Regions from separate parts of the Anser cygnoides genome. Here region 1 is linked to region 2. Evidence: chromatin contacts called from public Hi-C data. All regions are on one chromosome and are shown on one strand. The core of a region is the stretch at or near the end of the contact, and the rest is flanking DNA. Distances in the headings are between cores, read along the strand shown. Region 1 holds the start of LOC106046814 (GTPase IMAP family member 1-like). Region 2 overlaps LOC106046816 (GTPase IMAP family member 7-like).

Evidence for each region. Hi-C and Micro-C count contacts between places; a contact is called where the count stands out from the background.
Region 1: a Hi-C map of liver shows a contact between it and region 2, with 6 times the contacts expected there. The contact joins the promoter of LOC106046814 here to the enhancer-like site in region 2.

The regions. Positions count from the first base shown.
Region 1 is chr2:1,308,813-1,315,123 of Taihu_goose_T2T_genome, forward strand. It overlaps LOC106046814 (GTPase IMAP family member 1-like), which reads right to left and starts at 4,077. Exons shown (of 2, transcript XM_013198001.3): 1 at 3,325-4,077; 2 at 952-2,584. The coding sequence starts at 2,556. The coding sequence ends at 1,741. It overlaps MYO1G (myosin IG), which reads right to left. Exons shown (of 22, transcript XM_048053351.2): 19 at 6,195-6,299; 20 at 6,001-6,114; 21 at 5,580-5,734; 22 at 5,071-5,484. The coding sequence ends at 5,328.
Region 2 is chr2:717,309-723,040 of Taihu_goose_T2T_genome, forward strand. LOC106046816 (GTPase IMAP family member 7-like) reads right to left here. Exons shown (of 3, transcript XM_066991114.1): 3 at 4,635-5,732. The coding sequence ends at 5,288. Among named protein-coding and RNA genes, the nearest start is that of RARRES2, 41 kb to the left of the region's middle. Within about 2 kb of position 2,228, at least 1 of the 3 cell types and tissues checked has open chromatin away from gene starts, as enhancers often do. A contact at or near this core is called in liver, where this site is marked.

The DNA of each region.
Region 1 (6,311 bases), core at 2,827-5,326, 590 kb after region 2:
GTCACCCCTCATTTTGTCCCCTCAGTACCTCCCCTCAAAGCCTTGATGTCTCCTCTCACTCCCCTCACTGACACCCTCAGCGACCACCATTAGACCACCTCAGCGTCTTCCCTTTGTATCTTCCCTTGATGTCCCCCCTCTTTCCCTTCCCTCAGTGACCTCTCAGTGCCTCTTCCCAGCAGCTCCCCTCAGTGTCTCCCTCCACGTCACCTCAACGTCTCCCCGCAGTGTCACCCCTCGGTGTCTCCCCTCGTGCTCTTCATTCAGTGCCCACCTCAGTGTCTCTCCTCAGCACCTCCCCTCCATGTTTTCCCTTGGTGATGTTCCTCATTCCCGATGTTTTCCCTCCCTCATTCTCCTCCCTCACCCTCTCTACCAGCATCTTCCTCAGCGTCTTCCCTCTTTCTCTTCCCTTGGTGGCCTCCCTCATTCCCACCCCTCATTCTCACCCTCAGCGTCACCCCTTAGCGTCTCCCCTCAATGTCTTCCTTTGGTGATGTTCCTCACTCTCTTCCCTCACCCTCTCCCTCAGCATCTCCCTCGTTCTCCTCCCTGTAAGACCTCCCTCATTCCCTCCCCTCATTCCGTCCCCTCAGCGAGGGACAGGCTGACAGCCCTGGGGCACCTGGCACGGCACGGCAAGAAGGGCTTTGCCATCCTCCCCTCCCGCCACACACGTGGATGCACAGGGACCGAGTGCGGGGCCGAGGGATTTTAACGCGTTATATCCCTCGGGAGCACGTGGCAAGCCCCCAGGGCCGAGCAGGGGCTGTAGGGCAGGGCTGTGCGTTCCTGCTGGCTGCCGGGGGCCCACATCCGTGCCCCAGAGCGCTCCGTGTGCGGGCGGACGTGGGCACCCTGTCGATTGCTCGGCCGAGGGCACGGAGGTGTTGGCGTTGCCCGAAAAAGTGGCTCCTTTACCCGGTGTGCAATAAGCCAGTTCCCACGCACTCAGGAGAGAGATTGCTTTTATTCAGGCCTGGGTGCTCGGTGCATTTTCCACAGATCAGGCACACCCGATGTTGACTTCCTTGCTACATGTAGACATTAAATTCATGACTATTCTGCTATCTAATACATATTCATTCTAATCTACATTGTGTATTTACGTATTGTCGTTCTAAAGGATCCTTCCCTGGCCCTTCTGCGCATGCCTTCCTTTCTTTGGGGGCCCTTGGTGGTGTTCCCTGATGAAGCACCCTGACCCCTTTTATCCATCGATGGCCACACGTCACCTAAGCACATCCTAAGGCTACTTTCTCTTGCCAACCTTCCTTGGTTTCTTCCAGAAGGAGCATTTTGTCCCTGATCGAAGGGAGCCAAGGTTAAAAGTTAAACGTAATTTTTGCCCTGTACTACATAAATGATACGTGATCAAGGGATGCTCAATTAAACATAGACAATTCCTCTTCTTTTCCAAGGGAGAGTTGGTTCCATTGCAGCAGGACTTGGGGGTCCCATCTATGTGTGCCAACACCTGGTGGGGTGCCCAGAGCCAAGACACAAGGGCATGGGTAATGCTGGAAGCACAAGGATGCATGGTGAGAGATTAGGGAAGTCTTTTTTTTTGCTGTGCGGGTGTCTGAGCGCTGGCACAGGCTGCCCAGAGCCGTGCTGGGGTCTCCATCCCTGGAGATGTCCGACACCCAATGGACACGGTGCTGGGCAGCCGGTGCTGGGGACCCTGCCTGGGCAGGGATGGAACACGCGGTGTGCAGAGGTGCCTCCAGCCCCAGGCGTTCAGTGTTTCCATGGTGCTGTCATTCCTCGCACCCGTGCGATAAGGAAACCCAGGGAAATCACAGCCGCGGTGAAGGCAATCAGCCCCAAAGCCGCGACGACTGTCCTGCAGCCGGACCGCTCCCTCTTTATCCTGCGTGCTCTGTACCTCCTCATGTGATACTCCACCTTCCCTTCTGTTAAATCGGGCTCCAGGTACATCTCATTGCTGTAGCAACCGCCCCCATTCGCCTGCACCATGCAGCGGACCATCCCCATCAGCTCCGCGACCTGCTGGTCCCGTTCGGCTCCAGCTGCCCGGTTGTTGAAGCCGCAGTACCTGTTCCCGCACCTCTGGATCAGCTCGCGGAGAGCTTTGTTGTCAGTACAGGACACGAAGTCGTGCAGAGATCGCCCCGCCAGCTCTTCTGCACGGGTGAATATGACGATCGTGTGCCCCAGAACTTCAGCTCCAAAGATGTCCTGCAGTCTCTCTGCGGCCTCCTTGTCCTCCTGGGTGAATCGGCCCAGCTGGGTCACCAGCAGCAGCGCGTGGGGGCCCGGGGAGGACAGCTTGACGCACTGGAAAATTTCTTGGTGCACCTCATCACTGGCATCACTTGGGTTGAAAATGTCGGCCGTGTCAACCACCGTGAAGTCCTCGCCGTCCCAGTGCCCTTGTGCTTTCTTACACCTCACGGTCACTGGCTGGGTGGACAGCTTGGACTCAAATACACGTTCCCCGACGAGGGTGTTCCCCGTGGCGCTTTTCCCCCCACCAGCCTTCCCAGCCAGGATCAGCCTCATCTCCAAGCCCCCGCCGACCCCGGGCAGCATGTAGACACGCCGGACGGCCACGGCCACGCTGCGGAGACAAAAGCAGACGCCCAGGGCTCCGTCAGCAGGCACCCAGAGGCTGGGAGCGTTACCGACAGCAGAAGGGATTTTCACTAAAAGCGGGGATGGTTTCGAAGCCTCGCTGCTGGCGACTGGAGGCTGCGGGGCTCTGTGTGCCCCCGCTGCAGGAAGGGCTCGGGAGGCTGCAGCTGGGTCAGGCTGCGGTGGCACCGGGCCAGACGGGGTCCCCTGGATCGCGCTGCAGCGTGTGCGGCCACAGCAGTGCACAGACAGCAGCAAGGAACAGAAAATGAAAATGAAAGCCAGAACCGCGAGGTGCAGCGGGGAAACAGAGCAGCGAGGCAGCCTCAGTCAGCACAGGATCACAGGGGGGAGGGAAGGCAGCGTGGTGGCAGGGACCCTCGGGTGGTGGCAGGGACCCTCAGGTGGTGGCAGGGACCCTCGGGGCAGTGACACTCGTGAAGCCGGGGCCCCGTGTGGGGCTGAGCATGGTGCCGAGGGGCTCCCCTGGGCTGGGGCTGGGGCTGGAGCCAGGGCTGGGGCCATGCAAGCGCCTGGGGCTGGGGAGGTTTGTGCTGTGCCCACGCCGAGCATGGGGAGCGAGGAGTGGGGAGAAAGGGAGGAGAGAGAAGGGGACAGGGGGAAGAGCCCCTTCCCTGCCCCGCTGCCCTGCGCCAGTTCCCCAGCCCCCCTCAAAGCCCTTCCCGCTGGCACAGAGCTTTGCAGCCCCTGACCTTCAGCCCGTACCTTCCCGCAGGTCCTGCGCTGGCGTTCGCCTTGTCCCTGCGGGACGCTCACAACCACCAGGAAGTGAAAGTGGTGACGGAAGCAGCCCGGAGCACGGCCCTCGTGTCAGAGGGATGGCACGCAGGGCGAGGGCAGCTCTGGCTCCTCCTGCGGGGATGCTCAGCAGGGCTCAGTGAAGGGTCCCAAAAGAAGCAGCCACCCTCTGGACCCCCGTGCTGGGACACCGGGCCGCCACACCTCGTGCCGCGCTGGAAGCAGAGGCTGGGGGCTGCTGGCACCACGGTCACTTTGCTTTGCAGGGGAGGGCTGGGCAGGATTTGTGCCGCCAGAAAGGCACCGAGCGGCTGGGGATGACCGGGAACAGAGCCCGGCTGGTGCTGTTTTTGTGTCCCAGCCTGCTCAGAGGGGAACAGCCTCTGCCCTCAGGCATGGGCAGCCGGGCTCAGAGCCTCTTCGTCCTTGTGGTGCTGCCTGGCCGCTGGCTCCGTGCCCTCCTGGCAGCACCCAGGGCTCCCCCACGGCTCGATGCAGGGGACGAGGACATTTCCTGGGAGGCGCCGCCTGGCTCTAGCCCTGCGCATCCCCAGGTCCGCAGCCGTCCCTGCAATGCCCCGGGCACACCGCTGGCATTGAGCAGGAGACGAAGCAAAACCAACTCGGCAGCCGCAAGCTCGGTGCTGTTGTTTTCACGCCGGGCCTGCAGCAGGGTTACAGTGAAAATCGGCCGCTTGCTGCCTTGTTAAGCAACACGGCGCAGTCAACAGGAAAAAGAAATCCAGCCCGGCCCCGTCTACCGGTAGTGCGAGAAGCGGTTGTACAGAGACTCAACTGCCTGCCACCCCCGGAAAACACCCTGCACGCAACGCACGCGATGCCCAGGACCGTTGCTTGGGTGCAGCAGCAGCAGCAGCGCAGGCACCGCGCGCATCGCAAGCACCGCACGCGTCGCAGGCACTGCAGCCACTGGAGGCACCTGGCGGTGCCACACCTGGAAGCAGCCCGTGGGGCGTGGGGGCACAGAGGTGCCCGTGCCACCCCAGGGATACCCAGGGATGGACGGCAGCACGCGGGGCTCTGCAGCGGATGGGGACGTCACCCGGGGGGACCCTGCCGGTCAGTGGGGACACGGCCGATGCTCAGGGGACCCCAAATGTCTGTGCGTGAGCCCCCACGAGTCACCTGTCCCTGACAGCTCCAGAGGCGGGGGGGACATGGCTGTCCTAGCCCTGGTCCCAGTCTCTGCCCGCCCCAGTTCCTGCCTTGCTGAGGTTCCTCCCCAGGGCAGGAGCAGCAGCAGCTGCTGCAGAGCTCCTGTGTCAGAGCTGTGACAACCTGTCAGCGCAGGGAACGGCACTGCTGGGACATCAACACGGGGTGTCAGGGACATGGGGACCCCGGGGACATCAGGGCACAGAGATCTGGGACAGTGGGACCCAGATATCCAGGGCACAGGGACACCAGGACTTGGGACACACAGACGTTGGGACACCAGGACCTGGGGACATTGGGACCCAGTGACCCGGCACATAGTGACACCAGTACTCAGGACACATGGATATTGGGACCCAGGACAAAGCGACAGCAGGACACAGGGGCACAAGGACCCCAGGTGTCAGGGACATCGGGACGTGGGACACAGGGGCCCTGGGAGACAGGGAGCTGGCACAGGGGTCCCCAGGGGCTCCAGTGCCCCCCGGTGTGGGGCTGCACCACGAACAGAGGGCTGGGAGGGGGTCCCAGACACACTCACGCCTGTGCTCCCATCCAGCTCTCTTTATTCCCAGTGCACTCAGAGGCTTTGGCATCGCCCAGGGGAGGGGAGGACGCGGGGTGGGGGGCACGCGGGGCCGGGGGCATCCCCGGGGAGGCTCCTGGGCACGTGCCAGCGGGACGGGGCATGGGGCAGGGATGAGGACGCTGCTGTCCCCCTGGCCCCGCGCGGGGACCACCGCAGCACCAGTGGCAGTGCAGGGAGGGGGGACACACGCAGGGCAGCCGCCCCTTCATCTCTCGGGCCAGTAGAGCACGAAGCCGTCGCGGCTCTTGCGGAAATCGGGGGCGGCCAGGCCCGGCCGCGTCTCCACGGTCAGCAGCCTCTTGCGCCCGCGCAGGCTCAGCTGGATGCAGTCGGAGACGCGGACCTGCAGCTCCCGCTTGGTCCTGCAAGGGCACGGCTTCAGCACGGGGGGGCACTTTGGGGGGGCCTTCAGCGCCCCGTCGGGTGCCCCCCCCCGGGCAGACCCGGCCCCACTCACGCTCGGCAGTGCTCCAGCAGGACGCCCACCAGCTCGCCCACCCGGTTGTCCCCCGGCGGCTGCGTCTTGTGCAGGCAGACGGCCAGGTCGTCGTGGCTCTGCGTGTGGAAGACCACCAGCTGCGCCTGGCAGCTCGTCACGCTCAGCCCCGTCACCTGCGGGTGTCACAAGCATGCAGGGGCATCACGGACATGCAGAGGTGTCACGGCACCGCGGTGGTGTCACGGCACCACGAGGGTGTCACGGCACCGCGGTGGTGTCACGGCACCGTGGCGGGGACAGCGTGACGCCCCCATCCCGGGGAGCTGCGCCGTGCCAACGTGGGTGGGATACGGGGACAGTGGAGGGGTCTTCATGTGGGACGGGGGCAGCCAGGACGGGCACGGGCACCCTGGTGCCAGCCGGTGCTGGGGACACTCACGGTGCTGAGGGGCAGCGCCCGCATCACCCGGTACTGCTGCCGGGGCTCCAGCTTGTAGAGGTGCTGGTCGGTGATGAGGATGGCGCGGTCGCGGCTCTTGTTGAAGCGGTTGATCTGCGGGGCAGGGAGATGAGTTGAGGGGGTGGGGGGGGGGGACACCGACGGGGACGTGCCGGTCCCACCGAGCCCCTCACCTTGCGGACGTGTCCGGAGAAGAGGACGGAGCCGAAGTGCACCTTGTCCCGCAGAGCCTGCACGCGGCGGGCGAAGGGCAGCGCCAGCCCGGGGTTCTCGCTGGCCTGTGGGGAATG
Region 2 (5,732 bases), core at 978-3,477:
CCATGATCTCGCCAGGCATAGAGGTGAGACTGACTGGCCTGTAGACAACCAGGTCTTCCCTCTTCCCCTCTTTCCAAGTGGGGGTTATGTTTTCCCTCCTCCACTTAGTGGGAAGTTCACCGGACTTCCACGACTTCTCAGCTGTGATGGACAGTGGCGTAGCGACTCCATCCAGTCTCGGGGCGTGGGGCCGCTCCACGCCGCTCGTGCTTGGGGCAGCAGCAGCACCGTGGAATTTGCTCAGGGTCTCGCTGTGGAAGTGTCTGTGCTCCCGAACAACCGCTACGCGTATTGAGGCCCTGCTTCCCAGGACGTGGCTGAACATTGCTCATTGATGGGAAGTAGAGAGTAACTGCATTTCTCTCTCTGTGCTTCCGCACAGCCTTTGCCTTGTTTTTTCTTTTCTTTCTTTTTTTTTTTCCCCTCTCTCTTTTGTATTAAATTAAATCATCCGTATCCCGAGCCTTGAACTCTTTGTGTCACGTTTTCTCCCCCTTCCTCTCTGAGGGAGTGAGAGAGCGGCCGTGGTGGAACTCAGCTGCCCAGCCGAGTAAAACCACCACACTGCAATGTAGGCTATTACTAGGATGGTAAATAACAAGGTGTGCCAGGTCCAGATAGGAAAGCAACCCCTTCCTCCAGCTCAGGGAGGATTTGCAAGTCCTGAAGTCAAAACAAGCGGTGCCCAGAAGGCGTAGGACCTGACTGAGCAAAAGCTTATCAACCCATTATCTTGGGTTAATTTGGGTTTCTTGGCTGCCAAAGCTCAAGTAGAGTTGAAGCTGGCCAGGAGCATGGGGGACAATAAAAAAGGCTTTTTAAAGTATATTAATGGGAAAAGGAGGACCAGAGCAAACATTGGTCTGACACTTGATGAGGATGGACACCTCACAAACAGGGACATAGACAAAGGAGAGACGTTTAACGCAGTACTCGCCCCTGCCTCTGTCTTCAGCACCAGTGATGGGCTCTGGGGCATCAGCTACCCGCAGCTGGGGGATGGTGACTGCAGGCACGACAAACTCCCGGTTAACCCCAAACTTGTGCAGACTTGCTGCTCCGCCTGGATGCCTCTAAGTCTATGAGGCCTGATGGGATTCATCCCAGAGTACTCAGAGAACTAGCCGATGTCAGCTAGTTCATTGCCATTGCCATTCAGCAACATGAAGTTTAACAAGAGCAAGTGTCAGATTCTGCACCTGGGAAAGGGCAACCCTGGCTATACATAAAGACTGGGGGACGAGGCGCTGGAGAGCAGCCATAAGAAAGGGGTCGGGGGGTTTTGATCGACAGCAAACTGAGCGCGAGCCAGCAGTGTGCCTTGGTGGCTGGGAGGGCCAACCGTATCCTGGGGTGCATCCAGCACGGCATTGCTAGCCAGTCAAAGGAAGTGATCATCCTGCTCCGCTCCGTGCTGGTGCGGCCTCACCTGGAGTACTGTGTGCAGTTCTGGGCACCACAGGATAAGAAAAAACTGTTAAAGAGCGTCCGAAGGAGGGCAACAAAGGTGGTATAGGGTCTAGAGGGGAAGACATACGAGGTGTGGCTGAAGTTGCTTGGATTGTTCAGCGTGGAGAAGAGATGAGGGGAGGCCTCGTGGTGGCCTGCAGCTCCCTCACGAGGGGAGCGGAGGGGCAGGCGCTGAGCTCTGCTCCCTGGGGACAGCGACAGGAGCCGAGGGACCGGCCCGGAGCTGGGGCAGGGGAGGGTCAGGCTGGGGGTTAGGGAAAGGTTCTGCACCCAGAGGTGGTCGGGCACTGGGACGGGCTGCCCGGGGACGGGGGCACGGCCCCGAGCTGCCGGAGCTCAAGGAGCGTTTGGACACCTCTGTCAGACATAGGGTCTGATTTTTTGGGTGGTCCTTTGGGGACCCAGGACTTGGACTCGATGATCCTCGTGGGTCCCTTCCAACTCAGATATTCTATGATTCCATGATATTAAGTAATCAGTATGTGCTTCATGTCTGGGAGTCATAAATTAACATAGCGGTTTGGTTTAAAAGTTCAGTGTGTAATCAGAATGTGCATCTCATCTAGGAGTCCTAAACAGACTTTGTCAATTGTCTTTAAGGACCAATTGGAATTAAAATATATACATATATGCATATGTTCACACACGCATACATAAATATGTCGGTATGCTTATAGACTATTACTGGGATGGTAAATAACAAGGTCTGCCAGGTCCAGATGGGAAAGCAACCCCTTCCTCCAGCTCAGGGAGGAATTGCAAGTCCTGAAGTCAGAACAAGCGGTGCCCGGGAGGCGTTGGACGTGACTGAGCAAAAGCTTATCAGTAAACAAGACACACACATACTGGTTACGTACTGAGCGTGAAACCAAACTGCTAAATTAACTTAAGACTCACAGATGCAAAGCATGTACCAGTTACTCACTTTGCGATTACAAATCATCATGCAAAAGATTTACGGTTTCGATCTTTTAAAGGGATGGCCCCTACACCAGGTCCCTGGGTGGCTGCAGGAGAAACCAGCGCCCTCCCCGTGTGGCTCCTGCAGCACCCAGGCACACTCGTGCCCTGTGCCACCTTGAAACCCTCCCCGCCGGCACAGAGTTTCGCCACCCCCGCCATCCCACCCGTGTCTTCATGCAGCTCCCGCGCTGGCCTCACCATCGACACCCAGCGTGGCCGCGCTGCAGCAGAGGCAGTGTCCCCATGGAACCCTTGCAGCCACCAGGAAGTGGCAGTGGCGTTGGCGGCGGCGTTGGCGGTGGCATTGGCACTGGCAGCCTGGAGCACGGCCCTCGTGGCATTAGGGGGCACGCAAGGCGCAGGCAGCACCAGATCCTCCCATGGGGACACCCGGCAGGGCCTGGCAAAGGACGCGGAGAACCCCATGTGTCCCAGTAGCAGCACCCACCTGTCCAGAACCCCCTGCTGTGACACTGGGCTGCTGCAGCAGCGTTCTCGGAGACAGAGGCTGGGGCTGCTGGCACCGCTGTGCCCGGCACTGGTACAGGCACAGGACAGCATTCAGCCTCCTGGCACGGACACTCGGCAGCCTACAAATGCCCGTGCACCAGCCCAAATATCGGTTTCGATCCTGTGCAGCTCTGGAGGTGTGACTTTGGGTTCTGTTGTCCACTTTGCTGTCTGCATTTCAGCGTGAGCCTTGCAGCGCTACTCTGCTTCTAACCCAGCGTGCTGCCCCGGGTCCCCCTTGCCTGTGCTCCAGTGTTTGAATGCAAAAATTGGCTGGAAATGAGAAGTGTGGCAGAGGACGGGAGCAAGCACAGTCTTGGCTTGTTCTTGTGGTGACGCCTCCTACCCACAGCACTGCTGCTGCGCTTAACACAGCGACAGAAACTCCCTGGGTGGAGGTGCACACAGGGCCTGCATTTTGCCTTAATCCTAAGGTTAAATGCTCATTTTCTTGCCATTGTAAGCAAGCGGTGCAAAATTATTACAGGGCTGCTTGCATTTCAAGCCTTGTTCCAGGTCAGCAGAAGTATTCTGTACCTCCAGGAAATGTGTTGGGGCCCTCAGAGTCTCCAGCAGTTTGTGGCACACAGCCCCCAACCCCCTCCCCCCCCAACACACTTCTTTTGCCCCTTCCCTTTGAGGAGCGGCTGAGGGAGCTGGGCTTGTTCAGCCTGGAGAAGAGGAGGCTCAGGGGCGACCTCATCGCTCTCTACAGGTACCTTAAAGGAGGCTGTAGCGAGGTGGGGGTCGGTCTGTTCTCCCACGTGCCTGGTGACAGGACGAGGGGGAACGGGCTAAAGTTGTGCCAGGGGAGGTTTAGGTTGGATGTTAGGAAGAACTTCTTTACTGAAAGGGTTGTTAGGCATTGGGATGGGCTGCCCAGGGAGGTGGTTGAGTCACCATCCCTGGGGGTCTTTAAGAGACGTTTAGATGTAGCCCTTAGTGATATGGTTTAGTGGGGGACTTGTTAGTGTTAGGTCAGAGGTTGGACGCGGTGGTCTTGGAGGTCTCTTCCCACCTAGATGGTTCTGGGGTTCTGTGATTCCTCGCAACCTGCAGCTCCTCTCCTCGCGCAGAGGGATGGTGGCAGCCAGGACTCAGCACTGGATGCCTTCAGGTCACGCTGGGCCGGTTTTAGGATAGCATTGATACTGATTATGCCACCGGAGGTCACTGGTATATATACATACGCTGATACACATAGAGCGCTACCTAAAACACAACTATTACGCTAACTCTGATAATTTCTCCAGTAACAATTCAACCTCAGTTATTTAATTACTGTGATGTATGGTCTGTGTTTAGCTCTGAAGCAGTTTCACTCGCTGTGATCGCTCGAGGTGGAGGTCAGTCTGGCGTTCTGGGATTCCTCCCCACTCCTAGGCTGCTTTCCGCAGCCTTTCTGGGTGGGAGAAGAACCTGGGGTGAGGCAGGCAGCCCCCCCGAGCACTCCCCCAGCCCCACGCTCAGGTGTGGCCACAGAGCTTCCCCTGCCTGCTGCACTCGCCTGGCAAGCAGTGAGACCTCGCGCCTTGCACAGCTCATGACCAACACCAAACACCCCAGCCTGGGGGGAGCTGCAGTTTGGGCCTGAACCTGAACGCACCCGGACCATTCTCCACCCTCCCAAACGGCTGTTTCAGCACTGCAGGCCACAGTGCACTGATGGGCGCCTCTCTAGACAGCAAGGCTCAGCATTTATTAGCATTTATTAGATGAGCATTACATTAGCATTTATTAGATGAGCTTCTGTAGACCCCGCGATCACATACAATTACTCGCATTGCCCAGTCAAGGCAGGGGCAGCGCAGCCAGCGTCACCAGCAGCATCCCACCGCAGAGGGACCAACACTGGCACCACGAACCCTCCCAAACCCCAGAGAAGTTCCTAGAGCGTCGGCTGCCACAGGGAGGACAAGTGGCTTTGATCTCAGAAGCACCGCTGCAGGCTGAACTCTGCTGTGAGGGGGCACATCTCACAGTCCTGACGTTCCCGGTCCTTTCAGCTTGCCGTGTCTTCACACCAGGGAGGAGAGAGTCAGCGCGGTGGTGCCGAAAGCAGGGCAGCGCAGCTCTCTGCCACCCAGCCAAGGTCTCCGGCTTCCCAGCACAACGGGTGGTGACAGAGCAATGCAGAGACAGAGCAGCAGAGGAGAATTACACGTCGTCAGACACCCATTGCACTCTTGGAGCCTGTCAGGAGAGCAATCGCATGGGCCAGGGGAAAACGTAGGTCACTGACAGGACAGGAGGAAACGTCAAGAGAGGAAGGAGAGAGTGATCAGAGTGCGGCAGGAAAGGCACAACAGAGGAAACATTGCCCGTCTGACCAAACCCTTGTTGGCTAGAGTATAGTACAACGCTTTTCAGAAGACGTCGGTGTATCTTTAAAAGCCGTCCGTGTATCTTTCTCCAGCATTTCTTGCGTGTAACACGGAGCATCTTTGTTCTTCTTTACCAACTCATCAATCATTTCAATGAGGTCTGAAACCTGCTGTTCCCTTGTATTTCCTGTTGCTTTGTTGTTGAAAGCAATGTACCTATTTTCCCATTTTCCTGCCAGCCCCTTGAGGCATTTGCTTGCTGCCACGAAATCATGGATATCACCTGGCTTCTCCAGATCATCTGCTCGGGTGAATAACAGGATTGTGTACTTCTGTGCTTCAGTATGGAAAATCTTTGTCACCCACTCAGCCACTTCCTCCTCTTCTTTACTGATACGGCCCAGTTGCATCACCAGGACGATAGCATGCACCCCTCCATAGAGGTAACGAACAGCATTTTCAATC